Linked DNA regions of Ovis aries: region 2 is linked to region 1. Evidence: chromatin contacts called from public Hi-C data. All regions are on one chromosome and are shown on one strand. Each heading gives the region's core, a stretch centred on a gene start, on an enhancer-like site or on the middle of the called end of the contact. The rest is flanking DNA. Distances are from core to core; before and after follow the strand shown. Region 1 holds the start of AHCYL2 (adenosylhomocysteinase like 2). Region 2 overlaps STRIP2 (striatin interacting protein 2).

What was found. Hi-C and Micro-C count contacts between places; a contact is called where the count stands out from the background.
Region 2: a contact with region 1 is called in a Hi-C map of muscle, with 2.5 times the contacts expected there. The contact joins the enhancer-like site here to the promoter of AHCYL2 in region 1. A contact is called at or near these places in 3 of 16 Hi-C or Micro-C datasets (liver, muscle and tail adipose tissue).

The regions. Positions count from the first base shown.
Region 1 is chr4:94,835,827-94,838,931 of ARS-UI_Ramb_v3.0, forward strand. AHCYL2 (adenosylhomocysteinase like 2) reads left to right here and starts at 1,466. Exons shown (of 16, transcript XM_060415121.1): 1 at 1,466-1,862. The coding sequence starts at 1,500.
Region 2 is chr4:95,052,373-95,055,477 of ARS-UI_Ramb_v3.0, forward strand. It overlaps STRIP2 (striatin interacting protein 2), which reads left to right. Exons shown (of 21, transcript XM_060415119.1): 16 at 308-584; 17 at 2,923-3,023. Among named protein-coding and RNA genes, the nearest start is that of STRIP2, 23 kb to the left of the region's middle. Within about 2 kb of position 1,634, at least 6 of the 54 cell types and tissues checked have an H3K27ac peak or open chromatin away from gene starts, as enhancers often do. A contact at or near this core is called in muscle, where this site is marked.

The sequences.
Region 1 (3,105 bases), core at 216-2,715:
TTTAATAGGACAATAGAGTCACAGGACTCATAGTTCCTTCTGAAGAGATATAGATAATAATCTGATACTTATCTCTGAGCTCCTCTACAGAACCTAAAACCCCCTACCCAGGCAGATGATGGTGACCGCATACATGTGACCACAAGTATGTGTACCCTAGACACCTTGGAACCAGAAGGTTGAGATTCCCCAGACATCCAGACATCATCCAACCAATCAGAATAGTCACACATTGGCAGCCCTCACCCCAAATTTTGTTTGACATCTGGGTTTGGGTTTTCTTGAGCACTAGCTCCCTCTTGTGCCTGGCACTCTGTAATAAACCTTTCTGTGCTCCCAACTCTGACATTTTGGTTTATTTTACCTCTTTGTGCCACTGGCATGCAAACTTAGGTTGGACATCTATGAGAATTCACAGAATGGAAATTCCCTGGTGGTTGGGTGGTTAGGACTCACTACTTTCACTGCTGAAGGCCCCGGGTTCAATTCCTGAACTAAGATCCTACAAGCTGAATGGAGGGGCAAAGAGAAAAAGGAGAAGAAAGAAAAAGAGAATTAACAGGGCAAAAGAATTAAGCTTAAGGCAACGTGTAATTCTTTTGTCGTTGTTGTTTAGTCGTTAAGTGGTGTCTGACTCTTTAGCCTAAAAATTTCCTACCTAGTAATATCGAACTTCTATTTTTTTGGACTGATAGTAAACTCTAAGCCCAGAATGTTCTAGAAATCACCACAGCACATAAGGTCTTATTTTATTCTTTCTAAAAACAAAGCCATTAAAGTTCAGAAAGGTGTTAGGGTTCCCTTTCACTGAGGCAGAAAAATCAAGTCACTTTCAGCCTGAGGCCTGCGCTCTCCCCACGTGATGCCGCTTTTCCTTTAAACGCCTGCTTACGTGATCTTAGACTAGCACACGGGGAGGAAATGTACACTGTCAGGGTAGAGAGCCCTTTCTTCCCCCACCTTCGCAGGCGGAGGGTTTCTAGCGTTGTCTCCTCGGAAGCCCCAGTTCCTCTGGAGACTCTTTCTCATGTCCTTTGTCGTGTCACCCGTTCTCACTCCTTTCCGTTAGTCGCCTGGACTAGAGCTCCACTAGTACTACAGAATCCCGCTAGCCGGAAGGCGACAGGGACTACAATTCCCAGGGGGCATCACGGCCCCGCCCTCGGCAGCGCGCAGTGCTGGTCGGGGGCTGAGGTCCCACGGTGTTGTCGCCGCGTGCGGCCCTGAACAAGCGCACTACAGGTTCCGTGGCACCACGCGCGGGAGCTAGCCGGGTCGGGCGGGGCGGGTCGGGTTGCGCGGGGCGGGGCGGGGCGGGGCGGGGTGGGGAGGGAGAGGCCGGGCTGGCTGGAGAGTTGGCGGGCGGGCAGAGGAAGGGGGTGGGAGCGGAGGCGATGGAGGGGAGGAGTGGGGGAATGGGGGAGGGAAGGGGAAGGGAGGCGGGAGGCGGGGCCGAGCCGGAGCTAGAGTCTGAGCCGGCGGTTGCAGTGGAGGCGGTGATGTCGGTGCAGGTCGTGTCAGCAGCTGCTGCCGCGAAGGTGCCTGAGGTGGAGCTGAAGGACCTGAGCCCCTCCGAGGCGGAGCCGCAGCTGGGACTGAGCACAGCGGCCGGGAGCGCCATGGCCCCCCCAGCGGGCGGCGGGGACCCTGAAGCTCCAGCTCCGGCCGCGGAGCGGCCCCCGGCCCCCGGTCCGGGATCCGGGCCCGCAGCGGCTCTCAGCCCGGCCGCTGGGAAAGTGCCTCAGGCGTCGGCCATGAAGCGGAGCGACCCTCATCACCAGCATCAGAGGCACCGCGACGGCGGCGAAGCCCTGGTCAGCCCCGACGGCACCGTCACCGAGGCGCCGCGCACAGTCAAGAAGGTATTGGGGCCGGGCTGCCTCTTTCGGAGAGGGAGGGAGGTGGGGAACCGCAGATCCTCTCGGCGCGGCGGCACCACTCTCCACGCCCTCCCTTCTGATGCTGGAAGTAGAGACATCTCTTTTCCCCTTAAACCCGCTCTCTCAGAGATGCCCCCACACGGGCCCCAGTGCTGGGGGGCGAAGACTCCAGGTGGTACGGCCGTACTTCGCTGGGAATAACATGGAGGTAGCGCCCTTCCTTACTACTTGGAATAGGCTGGGAGAGGAGAGGCACCTCGTATTACACCTTTCTGTACTCCTAACCTACTCCCGTGTGTATTTTCCAGACTGTCGGGGAGAAGACCCCGATGGTGTAGAAAAGCTTTACTGCTTCTGAGAGTTCACCCAGTAATAAGGGTTGAAAGAGCTTTTCCGTTTGGACATCTTTTCTGTAAGGAGTAGTTACCTCGCGTTGAGATCCTCAGTTGTCTGGTTTCTGTACAGAAGATGACTCTCTGCCTTTCTGTGGCCAGGCGCTTCCATCTAGCAGTACTGATGCCGTGCCCTTCATTCCACATACTGCAAGATCCTTAGGTTTTCTCTGAAAGTAGAAGGGTAATAGGGTAATGGAGAGATTCACTCCACTCTTCTCTTTGAGGTTTGTCCTCTCAGCTCAGTAGTTGATCACCAGGATTGTTAGACTGTGTATAAAGAGAATGATTGTTTTTATTGGTTCTTTTATTATGGTCCGTAAGTATTAGGAAGAAATGCTTCTACTTTTGGGAAAGGCGATCACTGTCAGATTTTGCTAAGCTGCCAGCTTCTTTCAGATAGTTTTGAAGAGGCAGTAGTCTCAGAACACCAAGGAGTAGATAGATGTGCCTGAATGTTTGATATTCTCAGTATTATCCTTGCAATGGCTGTCTGTGGTGTCTGTCCTCTCAGAAAGCAAATCAGTACAGAGAAAAATGGCAAATATTGCAAAAACAAGTTGTGGATTATCGCTATAATTTCTGAGGTAGTATGCGAACATAGTGATATACTGGGTTTTTCGTTTTGTGAATGATTTATCAGAAAAGCAAGAAAGTGATGTGAAATCTGCACTGTGCAGGACTCAGCTGAGTTGAAACCTTGTATCCAGCCTAACTTTTGATTGTAATAGCCCCCTTATTAAGGTGTAAATCAGAAAACTCTTGCATTCTAATTACTAAAATATAGTGATAAGGTCAGAAGCAAGACTAAAGGAATTTGTTTAATGATGCTT
Region 2 (3,105 bases), core at 384-2,883, 220 kb after region 1:
CCTTTCCACTGCAGTGCTCTCTCTGTGCTCTTTTGAGCCCAGAACTGAGGGTCTGGAGGGCCACATCACTGGCTGCATGTGTATGTGGGTGGACATTGCTAAGAGACAAGCTTGCCAAAGGCGAGAGAGACACAAAGGTATCAGAGGAACTTTTTTCTCCAGACAGACTCACAAGTGGGAACTCTGGAGGTTTCCTAGCACAGCTCAGGTGTCTCAGGTTCTGGCTTACTGGTGTGTATTGTATGTGTCCCCGTAGGCCTCTCTCTAAGGCCACCCTCTGCACTGACTCTTCCTTTCCCTGTTGTAGCATCACTGTTCTCCAAAGCATGAAGCTGGGCATCGATGTGAACAGGCACAAGGAGATCATTGTAAAGAGCATCTCTGCCCTGCTCCTGCTGCTCCTCAAACACTTCAAACTGAACCACATCTACCAGGTGAGCAGCTCAGAGCACTTCTCCACACCCCTCAGGTGTCCTCCAGGTCCTGCCGTCCAAAGGAAGAACACAAGGGCCTTGGAGTCCAGCAGAGCATCGTTCTTTGTCTTACGGAATTCAGATACGTGTTGCACAAGCTTGGGGCACAAGGTGGGGAATTGTCCTAGAAAGTTGCAAATGTCTGTGTCCTTTGAACATTATCCAGGGGTCGTAGGTAGGAATCCCTAGCTTCTTGGGAATATGCCCAGCCAGCTTTGAAGCAATGGAAGACAGGACTCAAGCATGCCACCAAAAGAGGGGGTGGGGAGTGTCGAGCATACTTTTCTGTATGTGAAGCACTGTTCTAACATTTGAGATAGACTCCTATATAAGGCATCCTCTAGCTCGTAAGGGCTTTGAAGTTTTATAAAGGATACAGATGTAAAGTAGGCAATTATGGAGTGATAAGTGCTGTGTTACAGGTAAGCATTGGCTGCCTTGGAAACACCTAATCCAGCCTGAGGTGGAGAAGCTGTGACTCCTAACCTGAGTCCTACAGAAAACTTGTTAGCCAGGGTGCAGGAGTTGTCAGGGAATGATGGCAGGAAGCATTTAAAGCAGAAAAGCTGGTTTGTGAAACTCCTGAGGGGAGAGGGCAAAGTACCTTTGGAAACTAATCAAACGTTTCTGGAGATCTGCATGAGGTAGAGGGAGACGGGGAGCTCTGGTGGTAACGCAAAGCTGGAGAGGGTGGTGGGGAGTAGAAAGCGAAACCTGTGCCAGCGCACGGTTAGGGAGTAATTACACTGTGGCCAGCTCTCCGAGAGGTTCATCTGGGATCTCATCAAAGTCTCTCAACCCTGCGAGGTGGGTCTTACTTTACTCCACTGAGGCTAAAAGAGGTTAAGAACCTGCCATAAGAGCAATGTTTGCCATGCCACGGAGTTTGGACTTGGTGCTGTGGGTGTTGCCAAGACACAGGAGAAGATGAGGGCAGTGAGTGAGTGTTCTCTGCGGTGAGACATGGAGAGGAGGTGGAGCTTCTCACTCTTGCACAGAGGCTCTGCCCCATTCCTCCTGAGAAGTCAGAACCGAGCTTGCTGCTAAAACAGCAGGAGCTCCGTGCAGGGAGGCCCTGCAGAGTCTGTGTCCATGGCAGGTGCATCTGTACAACCTGGATATGTATCCACTTCAGTGCATTCAGAGACATCTTGTAGTGTGTTAGGGTACCCCGAGGACGCACACCTCTACCAGTGTTTGCAGAGCAGCAGCAGGGCTGGGAGGAGTAGGGAGGGATGAGTGAGAAATAGTGTTCCTAGTAGAAAGAGATCTGCCTATGTGTGCTTCTGTCTGCTTCTCTTGGTGGGCAGTATGTGGATCAACAGCCAGACAGGTGGGTGGCTTGATGGGCCTTGCCAGTACATGTCAGTGTGTCCTGACAAGGCTACAGACGTGTCTCAAACTGAAAGATGTTTCCCATCACTTGACAGTAGGTTTGTATTGGCTCCTGCACCTGAGGCTTTGCAAAATACTCTGGGTCAGCTGCCAGGGAGAAGATATTTGAGCAGAAGAGAGAACTGGGCAACACAAGCTGACTCCTCACCTCTAGCCATACACCTTGGGAGAGGGCAGCTAAGTGTGCTGCCATGGCTATTTTTTGGTGATCAGGAATCAGTAAGAGCTAAAGGAATTAAAACACTGCAGTTCTGTGCTTTTTCAACCAGTTTCTACACTTAGAGTAGTTTAGATTCTGGAGACAAACTGTGTGTGATGCTCTTCAGTGTATCATGGGCAAAAGCCAGATGACACAGCTGCATGACACTGCCCCAGTAGGTCTTCCTGGAAGCAAACCCTATCCAAATTCAAGAGAGCAAAGTGGAGTGCTATGTTCTATTGTTTCACCTATCAAAAAGACCTTGGACTTATTCTTAGTGCATTATCTGTTGACTGAAGGACTCTTGTTGATTCATTAAAATACTGATATTCTAAGTATAGGGGCTAGTCCAGTGAACCAGACCCACCCTGGAGCCCACACTCCAGTGGTTCATTTGATTACCACGCACCGTATCCATCCTGACTGATGCCAACAGTTGCTGCGCTGCACCTGTTCCTGGCATATCCATCACAGTTGAAACCCTGTGAGCCAGAGCTTTGGTATGGAAGGCAACTCCCTTGGGGAGCCATCCTTTTCCTGTAGAGCTTAGGAACAAATCTCACAGCTATTCTTTCTGTTTATCTGGAGTGGGATTTTCTTTCTGGCTTGTGTACATTTTGTGCTTTTGGTCAGGCGCTTGCAACATACACACACTGCAGACTGTTCCCTTCTATGTAGGCTAGGCTGGCTGAAGATGGCTCTTCCCACGTCCCAGACAGGAAGACTGTTAACACAAGTGGACAGTGGATATTCTTAGGAATGGCTGTCAGAATTGTACTTGCCTCTTTATTTTTCATACAGACCTTCTATTCTCCCCCAAATAAGCTTCCTTTCTGCTTTGATTTTTTAATTCAGTTTGAATATGTATCACAACATTTGGTATTTGCCAACTGCATCCCATTGATCCTGAAGTTCTTCAATCAAAATATCTTGTCCTACATCACTGCCAAAAATGGGTAAGGACTCTGGACAGGTTTATTTCAAAAGGCTGTTTGGGGATTGAGAAATTATTTTGTCTCTGAGCCACCTTTCCATTCT